Linked DNA regions of Arabidopsis thaliana: regions 1 and 3 are each linked to region 2. Evidence: chromatin contacts called from public targeted proximity ligation data. All regions are on one chromosome and are shown on one strand. The core of a region is the stretch at or near the end of the contact, and the rest is flanking DNA. Distances in the headings are between cores, read along the strand shown.

Region 1 (3,035 bases), core at 515-3,014, 57 kb before region 2:
TCAACTTCATAGTTTGCATATAAACCCTGGTGCATCTCCATTGCATCGCCACAGAGAAACAATAAGCTAGATGATCTAAGAATGTTGAATGACTCATACAAAGTTGTGTGATTCTATTATCAATTAGGCATCAAGCAGACTAAAAACCAAGGATACAGCCTGACTTAGCACTATAGTAAGAACCATGAGACGTGTTTCAACACAACAGAGCTACATTGTTTGTGTTTATCCCAGTTTATATATTTTCCACACCGGTGAATAGAAAACAAATTGCGTTCAAGCAACCAAAGTAACCGAAACACAATGTTTTACACATATAACACCTACAGAAAACACGGAAAGTCAAGTAAACTAACCACTTCAATGAAATCTTGTGTTGAGTCTTTGTAAAATTGACTGTTTTCTAATGCCATCCATCTTCCGCATAATGTGCTCTTAATGTAGTAAAGGTAACGTAAAGTAGCACCTTTATAAGAAGGTGGTATAATCTGTGGGAGTATAGCTCGAACCATTACTGTAGATGAAAATTACAAACAAAGAAGCCTGTCAGCTTAAAGGTTGACATTGTAAAGCCTAGCCGTTAGTATATGTGCCGTCGGCATCAAGCAAGTGTACGTTATTATTGTTCTTTGTTCATACAGTATTAGAGAAGGAGTTAGGCAAGATTACATGTCATCTTAGCACCAGGGGATAGGATTTGATTTGAAATCAAAGATGGTGTTGAACTGTCTAGGAAGATGTGTTCACCTGAAAATCTCCAAGAGATATATATATGGTTAACGCACATCAATAGAAAATTACAAGTAGATGGTAAAGTGAGCATGACGTGTTGGAAGAAACATGAAAGGCTGACAGAAGATATATAACAGTTGCAGTAAAAAGCTTGTTAAAATACCTCTTCGTCCTTTGCTTCCTGGTGAAGGTTTTTGAGTAGAAAACCACTGAATGTCCAATTTCTCTAGACCTTTAACCTCAAAACTAAGCTTTTCAACCAAAATGGAGGGATTAGAGGCGTTGTCATGAGAATTAGCAACCTCAATAGTTACAAAAATGGAATCTCCAGGCCTATACACATCTTTATCCGTTTGAACACTTAGAGATGGTTTGATCTTGCTTCCAGAAACACCCACGGAGTCATTGACTTCACTGGAACTGCCGATCCCCAAAAAGGAAAACCTTGATGATAGCATCGCTTCAATGGCTGTGTTTCTTAACCAATACAACAATGCCTTCCATGAATCGCTTCAATGGTGCTAATTACAAGGACGACGAGACTTGGATGGAGTTGAATCATTCAAGGGTTCCAGAGAGAGGACAAACATAAAAAATTGGCAGACAGTAGCTAACGAATGGCAATCAATTACTTCAGATCCAGAGAGAAGACGACGCGAATCGCGCAGATCATAGAACCAATTTGTGAGATTTCGTTCCGAACAAAAGGCAAATGTTTCGTTCACAGAGAGTGAGCTTCTACCTTGGTTCCTTGAGAATGACGAGCAGAAATGTGAAGACGGTGCCGCCGGGAGAAGTCTTCGTGATAAGAGAGCCGAGATCACAAATGAAGAGAATTGAGCAAGGATTCTGGAAGAGAGTTTAGAGGGAGATGAAGAAATTAGGGAGATAAGCAATTTTCTGAGATCCTTGTTTGATGACTTCTATTCTCCTCTGCAGGAGAAGCTTACAATTACTTTAGAAAGCTTAGCTTAACTTAATCTCTACGTCTTATTTCAGCCCAACATGAGCCCAACATTTCTTATATTCTGCAATCATATTTTTGATCCATTTGATTAGTTCGTTTCGAAGTTCTTTAGGATCATACAAATCCTTTCTACATGTATCTAATTCAATAAATCATTGGCTCATCATATTTTTGTACATATGATGATTCGTTAAAAAACACCTAATTTACAAAGAAGTAATTATATTTTCATATTCAATTTTAGCATCTTTTCGACATCTTAAAAATGTGTACTCGGCTAATTAGAAATACTATACAGTAGTAGTTCCTTAAACATTCAATTTAGTGTGTTTTGGATTATGTATCATGGATTTTAAAGTAGGCTAGACTTTTTGTCTTTCTATCTTAAGTATTTACTTGCATTCACTGATTGTCTTTTACATGAACATAAAACTATCTAGGTGTCTTGATTCTTAGCAAAATGTTGTTCCTATTGTCTTTTGCAAAACATTGAAACTGTAATTGAACAATATAGTTTGAAGTTGTCTAATTTTGCGAGTTAGTTTATCTATAATCACACGAAACCAAATCATATAAAATCCATAAAATTTGGTCATTTACATCACGGATTGCTTTGGTAAGAGCTAGTTCATTATTTATGGCCACCTCTTCTGAATCAGTAACAAATGCAAAACTAGGCAACAATACTCCTTAGGATTCTATCAAGATTACTCAAAACGATTTTTTGCTCATGAGTAGTCCATGGAAGACAAATCATATCAGTTACGAAGCTTGTTTAGAATCTAAAACAAACAAAAAAAAAAATGATAAAGGGAAAGCAAAACATATTTATCGTGGTAGCAAACATGTTGTTGACTTGAGCTTTGTTGGCATAAATGTGACTGTAGTAAAAAAGCGAATCAACTGGAACTAAATCTCTGAACTTTGTCGTCGGATTAATTGGTGAACCATTGAATTTAACAAAGTGAGTGATTGCCCAACAATTCATTGCAACTTGAATCTTACTCCATTTTCACCCGATAAATTTTGTAACTTCTTTTTTATATTTTAATTTTTAGTAATAGATATATTTTATTATTAAAAATGAAATAAAAACTAAAAATTTATCATTTTGGAAAAAAATAGTCCGGTTGTAAAGGTTCTGATTATCCTGATTATAAAGAAAAAAAAAATAGTACAATGTATCGGTATCAATAATATGTAAATGTTTTCGGTACTATGAAACTGCATTGCACTATATGGTTTACTCTCCATTCGGAGTCTCGGTGCAATGTATTGGTACTAATGAATTAAAGACACCTTTTCTCAACAAAGAACGGCCACTTTAGCTTAATAA
Region 2 (3,172 bases), core at 131-2,630:
ATCAAGCTCAAGGTAGATTGCTGGCCTTAACTGGAGAAGCAAGAAACCGCATAAGAAGGCTTACTTGAGACACACGAAACCATCTAATGCTTTTGTGTGTTTGATCTTGTGACGGAAACAGGCGGAGTTTCTTGAGAAGATACCTAGTAGAAGCACATTCGCACACAAGTGAAAGGCATTGTATTCTCATCTGTCCACATGGAAACCATAAGGATACTACAAAATCAAGAACTTTAGCGACCAGAAACGCCGTGGACAAGCTTATCTACGAGTGGAGAGGTTTTAAGCACACCATTGACTGGAAACAAACGGTAGGCTCTTTAGAAATATTTATCTCCCATGAGACACTATGAGCTTCAATTCACTTCCCCACTCCACTCTCCTGACTATGTTATTGCATCCACAAGATTGAGCTTGGATTCTGGTACTCCGTTTTCGAAAATAAAGTTTGTTGAGAAAAGCAAAACCGATTCAACAAAAACATATACAGAGCAAGATATATAAATTACTGAGCAGCCCTTTTTAAAAAAAAGTTTCATAGACAAACAAAAACTTATCATCATTATCAATTTATCATCATCATCATCATCAATTCATCATAATCATTTGTTGGCTTTGAGCCATTCCAGAATCCGTTTTTCAGATTCACTGAGCTCTGCTTCTGTCTTTCCCTTTATAGATCCTTCAACAAACTCAAAGTAGTCTTTATAATTCCTCTTGTAAAAACTGTCCAATCTCTGTTTCATTTTCCCAATATGAACGAAAAAAAGATCATAAGAAAATTTCCTACAAAAGACATAAACTATGTGCGTTATGGTATATAAATGTCATTCTCTTTACCTCCTTATCATTCTTGGCTTTGTTTTCCTCAGTCTTCTTCAAATACTCTGAAACAATTCTTCCCCAAAGAACGACATAGTTTAGGCAAAAGAAACATTCTAAATGTAAAGAAGAAAAACACAACTAAGAATTTCTAATTACTTTGGAGAAGCTGGTCGCTGCTGGTCAAAGCAGCGGCGATGAAAGACGTGGAGGAGAAGAGAATGTTTCTGCGTCCTAAATCAGCGGGTGGAGCAGTTAAAGAATGGCGTTTGGTATCGTTTCTGCGTACAGCTTGAACATTGGAAGAAGCATATTTGTTAACAGTTACTGTTAAAGCCATGAGAATGCTTTGGCTTATGGAGCTCATCTCTCTCTTGACCAGAAGATAAGATTCTTGTTTTATGTCTCTTATCTACATTACAGAGAAGAAACAAACATCTTTTTATTTATTAACAAAGAGTCCCTAACTATGTAATTTACAAGAACAAACCCTCAAATCTATTAAAAATAGATTCCAAACCCAGATAGAAATTTGTAGAGACAAAACCGGTTTAATAGACAAATATTCTCAAAGCGATTCTGGTTCGGTCGGGATTTTGACTGTACTCAGTACTTACATCTTCTTCATCTGACGATAGCAAAAATGACAAGCAATCCCTAATTTCGCCTCAAAAAATCCCAAAAAGCTTCGTTCTTTTTTAGTCATCATCATCTTCTTCTTTTCTTCTTCTTCGGTTGCTAAATCGAAGATGGCGACTGCTCTGGTTTCTCCTCTTACTTCACAACTCAACCATGAAGCTGTCTGTTCCAAGTTTGTGTTACCCAAATCGCCGTTCATGTCGGGATCTAAGCTCTTTTCATCGAACATGCCTTGCTCTACTGTTCCTAGACGCACAAGAAGATCACACTGCTTTGCTTCTGCTAAAGATATGAGCTTTGACCATATCCCTAAACAATTTCGTGGAGACAATCTCAAAGACGGAGGTTTTCATTTTCTCTCATCTTTTTTTTTCACCTTCTGATAGATTTGTTCTTTGATTCTATTTGGTGTTGAATTGAGTCACAAAGCTATGTATTTGACCTTTGTTTAGCTTAAACCAAGTACCTGATAGGCCTTAGCGACCCATTTATCTGCAATCATACTAAGTGTAGCAAAGCTTGTTTCTTTGGGGGTTTAATTCCGTTTGCAGTACGTCTATGTTGTTTATCATCTGAGTCTAAGTAGCAAATTAATGTGGGCTTTTGCCTTCACTAAAGTTTTAACCTGGAGTTAGTTTCAGACATACTAATTTCAGTAAAGTAACAGTCTTTTGTTCTTGATAAGTTGTCGCTGTATAATGGAATGGCGAAATATATTAGTTTGATTGCTACAATTCTTAATTGGAACTAAATTTAAGCTTGAAAGAACAAAATTCGCCAAATAAGCGGTTAAATTTGAAGAACGTGTTTCCTTTAATTCTCTAAATACTATTTGATCTGACATACTATATTCCTCGCCTTTGTTATAGTGATGCAGAACTTCAAGAACGTACCACAATATTTTTACGGGCTTAATTCAGCTCAAATGGATATGTTCATGACAGAAGATAGCCCTGTCCGTAGGCAAGCGGAAAAAGTTACAGAGGTTAGTTTTTCTCTTCTAAGCCTTCTTATCTGTGCATTTACAGGTCCAGAATCTGGAAACAGCTAAGAGGAGAACAAATTTGCTTCTCTACTATATGATTCTTATCTCGTCTTTTGGCATGCTTCTTTGTTCAGGAAAGCATCTCGTCTAGAAATAACTATTTGAACAATGGAGGAATATGGAGTATGTCCGGTATGAATGCAGCAGATGCTAGAAGATATAGCATGAGTGTCCAGATGTACAGAGGTGGAGGTGGCGGCGGAGGATCTGAAAGACCAAGAACTGCTCCTCCAGATTTGCCTTCTTTGCTATTGGATGCTCGCATATGCTACCTTGGCATGCCAGTAAGACCTTCATGTGTCGATAACTTGTTACTAAACCCATTTCTTTGCTACTGTGTTTGCTCTCTGCTTAGCTATTGGATCTAGCTCATTTTGCTTCATTTTTACTTGCAGATCGTACCTGCAGTTACTGAGTTACTCGTTGCTCAATTTATGTGGTTAGACTATGATAACCCAACAAAGCCCATCTACTTATATATAAATTCACCCGGGACCCAGGTCAGTAGAAGAAGTTTGATTATATATTGTTTGTTGGTGGTAGTTTTCTGGATTTATTTAGATAACCCACTTGTTACTTTTAACAAGCTATCTATTCTTTTGTTTCCTTTTGCTTATGCCATGTAGAATGAGAAGATGGAAACTGTTGGATCAGAAACAGAGGCTT
Region 3 (2,713 bases), core at 174-2,673, 35 kb after region 2:
GGTGAAGCAGAGCGTATAGCAGAACCTCTTACAGGAGAAGCCATACCACGAGGAGATGATAAAGGAACAGCATCGCTAGAAAACCGTTTCGAAAGACCAAACTTTGAAGATATACTACTGGTTTTCAAACCCGGGCTAGAGGATAAAGGCGAACCTGGATCCTGCAACCGCCTTAACCGGCTATTAGTCTCTTGCCAGAACCTAGCAGAAGCCATAATATTACGAGGCAAGCTCTTTGATTTAGAGATTTCACCATTAACACCAGAGCCACATTCTTGAACACCATTAGTGCTACCAGAAGAAACACTATCAGTATCAGAAGCAGTAAAGTCACAGGAAACACTAGACGTCAGACCATTATTTGGTCTTCTCTGGATATCATCTCCAATATCCAAATATTCATCCCTACCTCCCAAATCTAAACTCAATCTCCCATTAACAGAAACCCTAGGACTCTCATCAATCATAGAATTATGCAACATTGACCTCCCAACAAACCCAGATCCAAGCTTTCCTCTATCACTACCACAATCTAAGCTTCTAGAAAGCGAATTCGGCACAACAGATTCAGAATTCCCCCTCCGTGAGGCTCCAGGCCAGCGTTGTTGGTCCACAGGCTTAGAGTTCTCTCTCTGATCTCGAACCGGCGTCGATCTCCGTCGCTCCGGAGTAGATTTCCGGTGAGAAACCGGCGTAGAAGTAGTCTCTTTCTTTTTACTAATCGGAAGAGAAAAGGCTTCACCTTGAAACGAAACAGACAAACTCCTAGTGGAAGTGATAAGCATCTTCGTAGCCGCCGACATTTCAGTGCCTACAGTGACCGAAACCGCCGAGGGTCGACGACGGTCCACTGATTGAGACCGTTTAGGTAACAAAGACGGCGTTTTGATCGAATTGGAAGCGGAATTCGTCGTGGAGCGAGAGAGTAAAGGCGAAGGAGATGGGTATCGTTTACTAGTTCTGAGTATTGCAGAGGAAGAAGAAGAGGAGGAAGAAGAGGTGGTGGTGGTAGTAGTGGTAGTGGTAGTGGTGGTGGAAGAGACAGAGTGAGACGGAGAAGGAGATAAGTAGCGAGAAGGAACTTGTTTGCCTCTGGGTCTTCTTTGTCCGCCATTGTTGGTAAGAGATTGAGGTCGATCTCGAGGTGGGTTTCTTGGGTCAGTGGTTGAAATCGCTGCAGCAACCATTCTCGTCGGAAAAAACTATTCCTTTTTTCACATTGCATTCAAAGAGATTTGTGTCTTCTTTCTTCTCCAAACTCACCAAAGTTGAAAACTTTCAGAACAAATCGAAGAAAGGAATTTGCTTTATTTGCTTCACAGCCGAAGAAGACGAGAGAGAGGAGAGAGGGCGATGGGAGAGAGATGTGGGGAGAAATTGCAAGTGGGGTTTGTGGATTTGGGGTTTCCTGAGTAACTTTTTTGTTTATGTGATTTAAGTTTCTTAGTATATCTATTGTTTATTATTATTATTTTGCTTTTTCAGAGATTTACAATTTTACATCGACTTTGAAAGCTTTGAATTTTGCCCTAAACTATATGTTTAATATTAATTAATTAGTTTTGGTTTTGGATGTTTATTCTTAATCTTCTTTATTCTTTATAATTTATGTATTATGGATGATCAGGAGTTAATTTCGTTTATTGCCTTTCTACTTTCCAGTTTCCACAGTAAGATAAGATCTTTCTATATTCTTTTGTTCATTTTATATAGATTTTTTTTTTCTTTCAAGTTTCAAGCCCTAATAAACAAAACTAACAAGAAATTCATAAACAAATTACCATGATTTTTGCAGTTTCATTGAATACCGAGAAACAATAAATTAATTGTATGAATATATTGCTCATAGTCAAATTAGTGTATTTATGAATTCAATAATTTTTGCTAAAATTTTCCTTTTTTATAACTAAAAGATCTGATTCAAAATTAAATCTATATTTTCCACTATGATAGTTTTTTGCATTTATTTTATATAACTGGAATATCTCAAGTTGAAGTTCAGATCAATACTTTGACATTTAAGATGACGTCAATATATAGTTTATGCTATTGTATACTAAACATATTATTATATTAACTCAAAAGTTTTAATGCTTCAGAATATGTGATTTGTTATGCCATTAGCTAAGTACTAACATAATTCAAAAATAATAATTTGTGGAGATATTTTTCCTCGTTCATCTATGGATTGAGTTATAGTGGTTGATTTCTATGACATAAAATTCATTAATAATTGTTTTAAATGAATACACATAACTAACCAGATCGAGATTGTTTCTTATTTTATCACATATATTTGGTCGCTATGAAATTTATATCACGATATTGATATTGATTTAATCATTAAAAACCGTTTAAATTTTGGTTCATCTTTATGCTTTTTGGAAAGTTGATTGAATATTTGCATGTGCTTGAAATTGATACTTTTCTTAGAATTGTCATTGAGGATTACTTTTGGCTCTCTTTTACTTAATACCATTCCTTGGCTTTCAAAGTTACCACCCCTAATTATTTATATCTTAACCCACAAATAAATACTAACTATAAGCAAACGATAAGCATAGATAAAATAAAAAGAGATACAAGTAAACGATTCATAATTGGTTCTTAATTTCTAAAATATGAACCATGGAAGCTAAAAGACTACGTCGGTATTATCTAATTCTTACGTTTCAAATTTAATAAGTTAACCCCAAATATAAATTGAATTCCT

Evidence for each region.
Region 1: a contact with region 2 is called in a targeted proximity ligation map of shoot, with 10 read pairs. A contact is called at or near these places in 3 of 26 Hi-C or Micro-C datasets (root, seed embryo and shoot) and 1 of 2 datasets of targeted methods (shoot).
Region 3: a targeted proximity ligation map of shoot shows a contact between it and region 2, with 11 read pairs.

The regions. Positions count from the first base shown.
Region 1 is chr1:18,560,457-18,563,491 of TAIR10.1, reverse strand. It overlaps AT1G50120 (immunoglobulin), which reads right to left and starts at 1,764. Exons shown (of 12, transcript NM_103898.5): 1 at 896-1,764; 2 at 670-747; 3 at 357-514. The coding sequence starts at 1,190.
Region 2 is chr1:18,502,862-18,506,033 of TAIR10.1, reverse strand. It overlaps CLPR1 (CLP protease proteolytic subunit 1), which reads left to right and starts at 1,380. Exons shown (of 9, transcript NM_103884.4): 1 at 1,380-1,806; 2 at 2,331-2,446; 3 at 2,581-2,790; 4 at 2,902-3,006; 5 at 3,133-3,172. The coding sequence starts at 1,572. AT1G49975 (photosystem I reaction center subunit N) reads right to left here and starts at 1,277. Exons shown (of 3, transcript NM_103885.4): 1 at 982-1,277; 2 at 841-887; 3 at 1-737. The coding sequence starts at 1,189. The coding sequence ends at 603.
Region 3 is chr1:18,468,756-18,471,468 of TAIR10.1, reverse strand. QWRF2 (QWRF motif protein (DUF566)) reads right to left here and starts at 1,423. Exons shown (of 6, transcript NM_103876.3): 1 at 1-1,423. The coding sequence starts at 1,187.